Linked DNA regions of Sus scrofa: region 2 is linked to region 1. Evidence: chromatin contacts called from public Hi-C data. All regions are on one chromosome and are shown on one strand. The core of a region is the stretch at or near the end of the contact, and the rest is flanking DNA. Distances in the headings are between cores, read along the strand shown. Region 1 holds the start of CREBBP (CREB-binding protein). Region 2 overlaps CREBBP (CREB-binding protein).

The links. A called contact is a pair of places that touch in the nucleus more often than the background predicts.
Region 2: a Hi-C map of liver shows a contact between it and region 1, with 2.1 times the contacts expected there. The contact joins the enhancer-like site here to the promoter of CREBBP in region 1. A contact is called at or near these places in 2 of 5 promoter capture datasets (fetal skeletal muscle and liver), 12 of 47 Hi-C or Micro-C datasets (embryonic fibroblasts, fetal heart ventricle, fetal skeletal muscle and 5 more) and 2 of 2 datasets of contacts at active chromatin or transcription factors (alveolar macrophages and skeletal muscle).

Annotation. Positions count from the first base shown.
Region 1 is chr3:38,384,796-38,390,584 of Sscrofa11.1, reverse strand. It overlaps CREBBP (CREB-binding protein), which reads right to left and starts at 2,219. Exons shown (of 31, transcript XM_005662184.3): 1 at 1,933-2,219. The coding sequence starts at 2,017.
Region 2 is chr3:38,468,343-38,473,580 of Sscrofa11.1, reverse strand. CREBBP (CREB-binding protein) reads right to left here. Exons shown (of 31, transcript XM_005662184.3): 4 at 2,417-2,657; 5 at 1,058-1,171. Among named protein-coding and RNA genes, the nearest start is that of TRAP1, 66 kb to the left of the region's middle. Within about 2 kb of position 3,705, at least 8 of the 83 cell types and tissues checked have an H3K27ac peak or open chromatin away from gene starts, as enhancers often do. A contact at or near this core is called in fetal skeletal muscle, liver and skeletal muscle, where this site is marked.

The sequences.
Region 1 (5,789 bases), core at 970-3,469:
TGCCTCAAAAGGATCAAAATTAGAAAGGGAAAAAAGTGGTCAAAATCCACCCTTTCTGATAAATTTTACTGTGATCAGCCACACATTAAGTAGATATCTGACCATCCAATAACAGAAGTGCCCCAAGAGCCAGTCCTTTGGGTGCCATCTTGAAAAGAGGTACAAGTTTACAGTGGGACAAGCCTTTCTGCTACGTCTCACGTAACTCCCTTGTCCCTCTGTATAAAAAGCAAAGTCTAAAATAACCTCAATCAACAACAGCAAAGCTGCAAAGCCATTCAAAAGTTACGTTTCAGAGGACAAGCTTCAAAGCAAACTTGTCCAGTATGATCTATATTTCATATGATTAAAGATTTTTCACTCAAACATGCCAAGATTAATGGAGCCAAGATGAGCTATTCTGCAGTAAAATCAGAGTTTTTTAAATGCAGTAAAATCAGAGCATTGAAATCATGGTTGTTCTCACATTTCTCATTTCAGATAAGCTGATTTTACAAAATTAACATCAAACACAACACTTCATCAGTTTTTTTTTTTTAAAGAAGAGTATTATTGGTGACTTTTATACACCATGAGACTTAACTGACTCTTCTCCAACTGTTTCAACAAATTTCATTTCAACTAGACAAGAATCTCATGATTTTTTTTTTACACTTTCTCTCAATTCTACATTAAAAAATAGTCTAGGAATTGTAGTAAAACTGCAGCCACAAAACTCAAGTTTTGTTCCAACAATAGCAATAGATTTTTAGACCACTAGCAGAAAAACGCTAGTGGTCAGTCACAGAAATGTTTGCACAAGCTGAACAGCTGTGTCTACTGCAAATCTGAAGGCACTGCTGCAGCAATATAATTCAATTCTGACCCATTCATTATAAACTGATTTACAGATGCTGCTACTGCAAGATCACAGTGGAGAAATGCAAGCTGCGCTGGGGATCAAATCGTTCACCGAAGCGCACAAGTTTTTAACGCAAAGGAGAGCTCTGAAAGAGGAAATACAACTAGTTCATAACGCTACCATGAACCAGCCCAGAAGAACCTAAAACTATAAATGAATAGAAAACTAAAACACTTCCCTTAGGTAATTGATGTGATCACCTAAGAAAGTTTCCAGGGAAGATGTTTAAAACAGTGAATTTATTCAGTATCCTACCGAAAAAACTAGGGAGGAAGACTGTAATTCCCCCATTCCTTAACATATTTTTTCTTCTTACATCTTCACTGTAAAAGCAACACAAGCTCACTTGCAGATTGCAGCCCGGATCAATCTGCTATTTAACTTTCTTCCGAAGTTACAGTCTTGAAATTAAACACCCCACTTAGGACGTCTTCCGAAGTTTGGGGCTGTGAAAAATGGGATAGCTCAGGAGACCAACAACAAGAGTTTTCAAAGTAACTACTAAGCATTTTTCCCAAGCAGCACATTCCAAAAAACTTCTAAGTCGTAACTCAAGAGGCTGGCTGCAGCTCTGCGTGTCTTCTGGTTGCCTTGTGAATGTGCTACCAATTCAGAAAACATTTCGGGTCCCCTTTGGGCTGCACGCTTTCCTTCCCTCACTGGCAAACGCACCCTCCGCTGTCATCCCTTCAAACAGCCACGCGTGTGTCGACCCACGGCGGCAGAGGGTGGCAAAGGGACTCACCACGCAGAACAAACACGCTCCGCTTTACTTTTCCCCCCTGGAAGTACCACTCGGGCTCCACGCGAGGAGGGCTCGCCAACTCCGGGCTATGCGAGCGCACCGGGCATGTGCCGCCCCACTCGGGCCCCAGGCAGTCTTCCGACAAACTTCCCCCTCCGCGGCCGGGGTCCCGGGGAAAGGGCCCCGCACGCCCGCCCTCGAGTTCGGGTCCCCCGGGGGCACTCACCTCCGGGCAGGGCTGTCAGCGACCCCCGGGGCCCCTGTTCCCGCCCGGCCCCCTACTCACCTGTGCTGTCATTCGCAGAGAAGCCGGGCGAGCTGAGTTTGGCTCGTTTGGGGTTGGGCGGTCCGTCCAGCAAGTTCTCGGCCATTTTCACCTGCTCGCGAAAACAGCCCCGAGCGCGGGCGGCGGGGCCGGCGAGGGCTCCGGGGCGGGGGTCGGCGCCGGCCCCGGCCGGCTGCGAGGGGAGAGCGAGCGCGAGCCGCGAGTCGCGAGCGAGCGCCGAGGGAGAGGGAGGGCGCAGGGCCGGGTGGGGGAGGCGGCGGCCAAATCTCAGCCACAGCAACAGCGCCCCGCAGCGCTCACCGCCCGCCCCCGGCCGCCGCCGCCGCCGCCGCCGCCGGCCGCGGCCCCCTCATCCCCTGCCCGCCTCCCGAGCGCGACACTCCGCGGCGGGGGCGCCCCGGCGGCCCGGCGGCCCCCCGGGCCCGGCTGGCAGCGACGGCGCCCGGCCGGGCGGCTCAGGCAGTCCCCGGGAACATGGTGCCGCCGCCGCGCCGCCGCCTCGCTCCCCCCCCGCGCCCCACTTAATTAATTCGCTCGCGGCCCGACGACCGGGGGGCTCCGGGCTCCGCTCCCTGCCCGCGGCCCGCCGCCGCCGCCGCCGCCGCGAGGAAAAACAATGAGCGAAGCGGGGCCGCCGCCGCCGCCGCCGCCGCGGCCCCCCCACCCCCCGTTCCGCCGCCGCCGCCGCCGCCGCTGCCGCCGCCGCCGCCGCCGCCGCCGCGGCTCCGGGAGGCCGAGCCGAGAGGCGAGCGGGGCCGCCGGAGCGGGCGCCGAGGGCCAGGCGGAGCGGGCCGGCCGGGCGGAGCGGGGTGCGCGGGCGGTTGTGGGGCCCGGGACCGGCGGGGCCGAGTAGATCGCGCTCGAAGCCCCGGTCGGGTCCGCGACAAGATGGCGGCTGTTGATTCCTCAATTAAAAAAAAAAGAAAGTTTTTTTTCTTCTCTTTCCAGAGCCTGAACGGGGAGGGGGAGGGGGCGGGGCACGCCGGTGCGTCACCCCCCCCCGCGGCGTCACCACGCACGGCCCCCGCCCCGCCCCCTCCACCTGCGCCGGCCGCAGCGGAAAGAGCCGAGCGCGTTCGGACGGAAAGGGCCGAAGGCGCGGCTGCCGTACGTCGTGCGGCCGAGTGGCGGGGCGGCTAGACTGCCCGGCGGGGGCCGGGCCTGCGGGGCGCCGGGCGCCGGGCACCGCCGCCACTTTTGTTCTGACGGCGACTGGGCGGCGAGGGGTCTGGCTGCGGCCTGGCAGCAAGCCGGGCCCCCAGGCGCGGAGTTGGCGCCGCCCGGGCCTGCCCGTCCCGCAGGCGACTCTGCCCAGTCCCGGCTCCCCGCGCCCCTGCTCCGCGACCCTTCTCGGTGACCAGGGCTGGCAGCTTCTCCCCGCCGGATGCCAGCGTTGTGTCGTGGCCTCTGCAGGTTACAGACTGCTCTTGGGTCCGCCCGTGAGCGAGTGCAGATGGGGAAACTGAGGCAGGAAGTGGCAGGGCCGAGATTCGAAGGCCTCCACGTGAAGTGAGGAGGACGCAGGACTCCTGAGCCCTTGTTCCCCAGCCTGATGCAATAGGGGCCCCAGGTCCGACACCCTCACCTGCACCGGGAAGTGGTGAGCGCTGCTTCCCAGCCAAGCACACTCAGTCTGCGCCGGGCCCAGAAGGCCCCATTACATCAGGGCTTAGGGCCCTCGTGCCCTACGCAACCATCTGGACCCCGCAGGTGCTGCAGTCAGGTGTGAGGTTCCCCCGGAGGCCCGCCCGCGTGCCCACTATCCGCAGGACAGTTACACACAAATCTAAGGTGTTCACACATCTCAGCTCATTATCTGCTTCTCACAATTTGCCTGGGCTTCATCCCACGTCTTTATCTGAAGGGTATCACCAACGACCTGTTTGTTTCCTAAGCCAGAATTCTGTGAGTCCTCCTCTCCCTCCACCCACCAAGCAACCTGCCTCCCCAGATCCTTTACCTGGACAAATGGCTCTTCCTCCTCGTTCCACTGCCCCAGAGTCTTTTTTTTTTTTTCTTTTTGCTATTTTTTTGGGGGGCATATGGAGGTTCCCAGGCTAGGGGTTGAATCGGAGCCGTAGCCACCAGCCTACGCCAGAGCCACAGCAACACGGGATCCGAGCCGCGTCTGCAATCTACACCACAGCTCACGGCAACGCCGGATCGTTAACCCACTGAGCAAGGGCAGGGACCGAACCCGCAACCTCATGGTTCTTAGTCGGATTCGTTAACCACTGCGCCACAATGGGAACTCCCCCCAGAGTCTTCTTGCTTCTCCAGGGTGGTGGCATCTTCCCACCTCAGTGTCCCTTACAATCTGCATTTCTCCCAATGCACCACCTGAGTTAACTTCTTGGAAAAAGAAAGAACTCTGCTTAAAACAAATAGCTCCTACATGTAGGGAAAAAAAAAAACACATTTATATAGTCTCGGGTGGAAAACAACATGTATAGTTTGTTTCGTGTATATCATAAAGTACTGTGTGTGTATATATATGATATATGCCAAAAAAACTGATTGTCTTCAAGTGTCAAGCCTGAGTGCTCTCTCTCCTTTTTTCTATTTATCTGTATTGTTCAGAATCTTGACTGAGCCCCCTCCCTTGCATCCCTCTCTTCCACTTTCCCTTCCTCTCGCCACCCTCACTCCCCCACACCCACACAGCCGCTAGGAAGTTCTCACCACTCAGACTTCCTTATACTTCTGCAAAAGCTGTTCCAGTTAGAGCTGGGCAAATTCTAACTCATCCCAAGACCCAGTTCAAATATCACCTGTTCCAAGAAGCCCTCCCAGCCCGGTTTAGGGGTCGCATAACACTTGCGGGCATACTCTGTGAGGGCATACCACACACACCGTACGCTGTCATTTCATTCTTCGTGTTTTTATTTTTCCATCAAATATCCCTTGAGAATCTTCCGAAGGTGTTGCCACTGTGCTAATCTTTGGGGGCAAAAACTAAGGAAAGAAATCCCTATCTATTCAAAGAGGCCAAAGAGGAAGCCCTAGAAATCATAAACAGAAGCATCTGAGGAGTCCAGGAGGTGTTCAGAGCCACAGAGGAACACAGGGCCAGCAGCTTTCTGTACCCGAATGTGTCTTGGGTGGCCCTGTCATCACGAGTCCACGGGCCCTTTGAGAGCGGGGGCCAGGTCTTCGTCACAGTGCCATGCCCTGCGAGAGATAGGTTTGCAAAATTTGATGAATGAATGAATTAACTGTCAGGTCCTCCTGAGTCCTAAAGGCCTCCAGGACACGAAGACGGATGGGCTCTGGCCTGAGGCTTTGCTTGGATGGGTAGGGGCACCACCTGGCCCTCAGAGTCCCTGGGTTTACACAGCAGTGGGCAAATCAGCTCACACCATTCCCCCGACGAGGGGGACACTGAGGCCATCAGTCCCTGTGACCCAGACATAAATGACCTGGATGTGTCAGGACTGGGCATACTCATACCCACGGGAGTTTGAAGACCAGTGGCACGGGTTGGATCCCTGGCCTGGGAACTTCAGAATGCCACAGGTATGGCCAAAAAGGAAATAAAGAAGGGAGGGAGGCAGGGAGAAAGAAAGAATGAAAGAAGGAAGGAAAGGAGGAAAGAAGGAAGGAAAGAAAGGAGGAAAGAAAAGAGAGAACGGTGTGCTCAGACATCAGTGGGGGAAGAGCAAGGAAGGAGGCCTGGTTCCTGCCTGCTCACTCTGAGCTTGGGACCAAGGTCAACCCAGACCCAAGGGAGCCAATGCTGTTGAGTGCCTTCCGTATGTCAGACCACTCTGCCACATGCTCCATTTGGATCAGCACTTCCCACGACCCTGGAAGGACATATCATTGTCCTCATTTTACCGAGGAGGAAACAAGGCCCA
Region 2 (5,238 bases), core at 2,456-4,955, 82 kb before region 1:
GCAGCACGGGTTCTGCAGGCAGCAGTGGGCTCTGGCGGAAGGTGATCAAGAGGAATGAGAGGAGTGAGCACCTGACCACAAACAGGGGAGGTGGCATGAGGGCACAGACCAGGTGCAGGAAGACGAAGAATAAACTGTCGTTGACACAACGAGGTCTCGGAACTGCATCTCAGAGGAGGAAACCCTCCAGGTGTCTGGGGAGGCAGGGGGAGCAGCTGCAGCCTACAGGCGACATGAGACTCAAGGGCTTGTCCTAACTGCCCCACTGAGGGACACAGCTGCACCGCTGAAATGGCAGGAGAGGACCTCAAACGAGGAGCGACGCTCATCCCTCCTGCTCCAATGCTGGGGGGCGGGCGGGCGAGGGGGGCGGCGCCCGGGGCTGCGCGCAGGCCTCCTGAGCAGGACGCCGCTGAACCGACCAGCTGACGGCTACACAGACCGACGTGGAAGACGACAAAGCAATGGCGACAATCAGGACGCAGCCAGTCCTGGCACAGAGACTCACGTCTGTGCTGAACAGACGGCCGGCGACACAACGAGGTCTCGGAACTGCGTCTCGGAGGAGGAAGCCCTCCCAGGTGTCTGCCTGTGGGATTTTACACCGACCCAGCCTGATTGACTCTTCCAGGACATGGGGTCCTTAAAACTTACTCCAGGGTACGTGCAAAAGCAGTGTCCACTCTCCTCCACCCTCACCCCGCAGTCAGTCACCGTCACTGCAGTGACATGACCCTCAGACCCTCGGGGAGGGAGTATCTGTCACGAAGCACGAGGACCTGTCAGGTCGGCTCCTTGACCAAAGCGACCTGCCTCTTTCGCACTCCCTGGCCTGTCGGGGCGCCTCTAGCCTGGGGAGGGGATTCCAGAAGGACCACGTCCCCGAGCACACGGAGCATCCGTCTGCTCGCGCGGCCGAGCATCCTCCTCAGTCTCTGCCCCCCTGGCCTCTGCGGTCGGCAGTCGCCGCCCTGCCTCCTCCCTACGCTTCTGTGCTCTCTTTAGAAATTGCTTATTTTCTCATCGCCAAACTTCTCTACCCCCAGGGCTCACTTACTTTGTTGGTTTCGCTTGTCACTGGCATTTTTCAAAGGGAGGCAAACAGGACAGTCATGTCGCGTGCAGTTCTTCCAATGAGAGATGATTTGTCGTGAAGATGCACAATGGGCAACTATGACCAGAAAAACAACGAGATGTTATTTTTCTATCCAAATCGTCACACTTTCAAGTACATCTGAATTATAATGCCAGCTTCCATAAGAAAATGGTAACAAGTGTAACCACAGCACAGTGCAGGCAGTCCTCAACTTACAAACAGGCTGTTTCCAAGAGGTTTGTAAGTCAACTGCTGAGAATATAAAAAAAAAAAACAAAAAAAAACAAAAAAAAACTTCCCACAGAAGCAATGTTATGAATGAAGGTGAATAAGGGTCGGACCAAAAAAACAAAACAGAAAGTCCTTGACCTGAAATACTGCATGACTGGAATGAAAGGTAGAACAAATAATAATTCTGGAACGTCACTATTTACAATAAAAACGTTACATTATGTTTAAGGATGAAACCACCTAAATACGAGAGTTGAAGAGACGCCAATGAGAGTCTGCGAGGTTCTGGGGGACCCTGGGCGCTCCTCCGAGCACACGAGAGGGTAGCTGCGCCTGGCCCCTGAGTCTGGAGCTTCGCTTCTGCCTGAAGCTGCTCTCGCTTCTCTCTAAAGGTCTAGCATGACCCCCTCTGCTTCTCCATTAGGATGAGGGTGGCACATGTCACAAAGGGAAAGGGGGATCCGGGAGCCTCTCCTCAAGCGTGAGGAACACAAGTAGGAAGAGCAGGAAAGAGAATAAAGACTAAGGAAAGTAGAACTGCCCCTAAGAAATGCTCAGGCCGGGAGCCGAGGCGCTGGCCGCAGAAGAGCAGAGAGGGGCACGGGCTGCACCTGACTCGCCCGTCGAAAGGAGGGGCAGGGATGGCACGGTGCACACTTCCCCACGTCGCAGTCAGGCACCTGGGCCAGCTCTGCCAGCGGCGCCCACACCTGGGGCACACACATCGACCGCAAGACAGGCGCTCCCGGTTCAGGGGCAGGGCGTAAGCGTGCGAGTGCGACCCCGTCCAGAGGAAAACCGTGACCTGGGCGTTGACGGCGAGTGCCGTGCTCGAGAAGGGACAAAGGTCTTCCGGGACAGAGGAAGGTGCAGAAGAACCAATGCAGGGCACGGCCCCAGCCCGCCAGAGTGCAGAGAGCATTACATGACCAGATGGCCCTGCTCCTCAGCAGGCGGTGTCCAGAGCCCCTGAGTGCTCGGTGTGGGGGGGCTCGGGCTGCGGAAGCTCATTAACAAGCGGGGTGCCCGAAAACACACCCACATTTCATCCCGAGCTCTGCCGCCAGGACGTCAGAAAACGGCACTTACCCTGACAGGCTTTCCCAGCCTGACAATGTGTCATGTGATTCAGGACATTTTTCATGGTTCGACAGTGTGGGAGGGAGCAGGCTCGAACCTCTCCATTGGCTTGTTCCCGCCTCTGACACTTGTGAGCGTGAAGCAGGAGGACCAGCTGCTGCTGAATCAGTTTGCGCTTCTCTGGGTCTGCTGTCGGGCCCGTGGCAATCGCCTGCGTGGGCACAATTCCCACCGACGTTTGCATCTGAGACTAAAATCAAACAAATTAACAAAAACATTTTAGTAAGCGTTCAGAGCTCCCATTCATGTTCATTAATTATTTTTCAAACGAATGTTAAAGCTGATGGAGAAAACGAGCCGCAGAGAGAAGGCAGCTGGTGACGTCTCTTTAATTCACTGGCAACGTTAAGGAAGATCCAGAGGCACAAAATTAAACCAACTCTGAAGCAAGGCTGAGCAAAGTTCATCTATGCATGACCATCTCAGAGCAAGAAAGCGAGGCTTATTCTTCACTGTAATAAGCCAAATCCGATTCACTCCACAGTACACACAAGTGCAGGACAAGCTGCTATTATATCAGGTTGAACCATATGAAACCGCTGTTTCTGCAGGCCCACATGAATTCCAATGCTGGCAATTTCACATGCTTCAACCGAATTAGAAAGATTGCCAACGTCTGACCAACGGGAACCCACTGCAAATATCTGATGGAGCAGAAGAATCAGAGCCACCCTGGGGATTTCATAATCCGATGGCCAGAAGGTGACAATACCTGCAGCATTCATCACCTCTCCGAAAAGAACACAGCACGTACCCTGAATACAACCATCCAGTACAACTGTTAATGTTTACGAAATGCTGTGTCCTCCATTAAAGCTTCCACTCAGACTGCGGACAGTATTTTTTTTTAATTATTTGACGATCTCCTAAAGATATAAATATGGAGCTTATTTGCTTTCATTCTTTCAAAATAATAAGCCAGACCAACCATATCTCTTAACTGCAATGAAAATAGAAAAGGCGACCCATGGAACCGTCTTTTATTTTGTCTTTTATTTTTTGGCCTCCCCTCGGCATGTGGAAGTGCCTGGGCTGGGCACTGAACCCTCACCACAGCGGTGGTGCCAGGTCCTTAACCTACTGAGGCACCAGGGAGCCCTGGAGCCTTCTTACTCTTTACCAATTACCAGCACACTTCAGACAGATTTACTGGAGGACTGGAGAAGTTCCTAGTATGCAGAAATACGATCCGCAGTCCAGGGATTTCTATCTCCTGCTCTGACAGTCACACTCCTGGCTCAGTTCCACAACACTCAGTGCTGTCCATCAGGTCCGCCACCACTCTGGTGTTGCCACTTGAGAGTCCAAACCGTACACTTGCAATTAGGGGAAAACCAACTGTAAAAACTGAACCAAAGCTCATTTTTAAAAGTTACAGGGTTTAGTGTTTTAGTTTTGATGAAAATTCAGAAAATAAGTCTGTAGAAAAGCCGCCTGGCTTTGCTCGGGAGCACAGCCTCTGGAAACCCAACCAGGATCCAAAGCAAAAGCAAAGTTCAGGCCAAGAGGTCAAGTGCTCTGACGGGAGACACGCTGACTGAACTCCTGAGAGAAAACATTTCCTTGTGGTTATTTTTTTCCTGACTATAGAAGTAATTAATACATGCACCCTATAGAAAATCCGGAGAGCAAATGAACGAGAGAAATAATGTCAGGCCCCATGACATCCTGCTATCCGGGAGCCCGCTATGGAAGCACAGCCAGGCTTTTCTCCTTCCAGTTCTTTTTCCTACGCGCATGAGTACGTCTGAACTGTCACCAATATTCTTATATGTAAACTTACACATTTATAAATACATCTGGCTTAGTGTTACTCTGGGTTCTGTCCCCTACAGTGAAGCAGCAGCAGGACGTGGTCTCGAAGTGCGGCTCTACATTTATTTTCCAGTCTCCCATGGCTGGGCACAAACGGTACCCCCTTCTCTTCGGACACTTATTTTTCTTGTTGTTTTTTTTTTTGCCTTTTTTGTCTTTTCTACGGCCGCACCCTCGGCATATGGAGGTCCCCAGGCTAGGGGTCTAATCAGAGCTACAGCTGCCAGGCTACACCACAACCACAGGAACTCCATATCCGAGCCAGGTCTGCAACCTATACCGCAGCTCACGGCAATGCCAGATCCTTAAGCCACTGAGTGAGGACAGGGATCGAACCCGCAACCCCATGGTTCCCAGTTGGATTCGGTAACCACTGCGCCGTGTTGGGAACTCCTCTTCTGACACTTTAAAACAACACTCCAATAAAAACAGGCTGTGATCATGCCCCCAGAAGTATTCGATCTGCGTGTTAAATGTTTCCGCATTGATCAGCTCATTTCCACGCACGAGAAAGTCCACGTGGCAGTCAGTGGACAGGAATAGGAACTGAGGAACGTGAGAAATTTCAGATGAGCCTTGTTTCGGTCTCTAGCGCATTAAAACCTCAAACATACGGAAAAGCAGAGAGGAAAGGATCCCACCAGCACATCTAACCAGAGGAAGGCGTCTTTGACATCTGCTAAGACCCAGTCCATACACAACGTCCTCTATCTGCCCCCCAATGGCTTTTAGAGCCACTTTGCACAAATCAAGACCCAACTCAGACCCACACCCTCATGTGGTTGTTGTCTTTAGGGTTCTTCATCTCCCGCCACCCTGCTCCTTCTATCTTCCCGTGACACTGCTCACAGAAGAGATCAGCCACGTGTCCTCCTGCTGCTTCTTAAAATACAGAAAGGAATATACAAAGGAATACATTAAAAAAACTGGTAAAAATCTCAATCTTACCGTTAAAC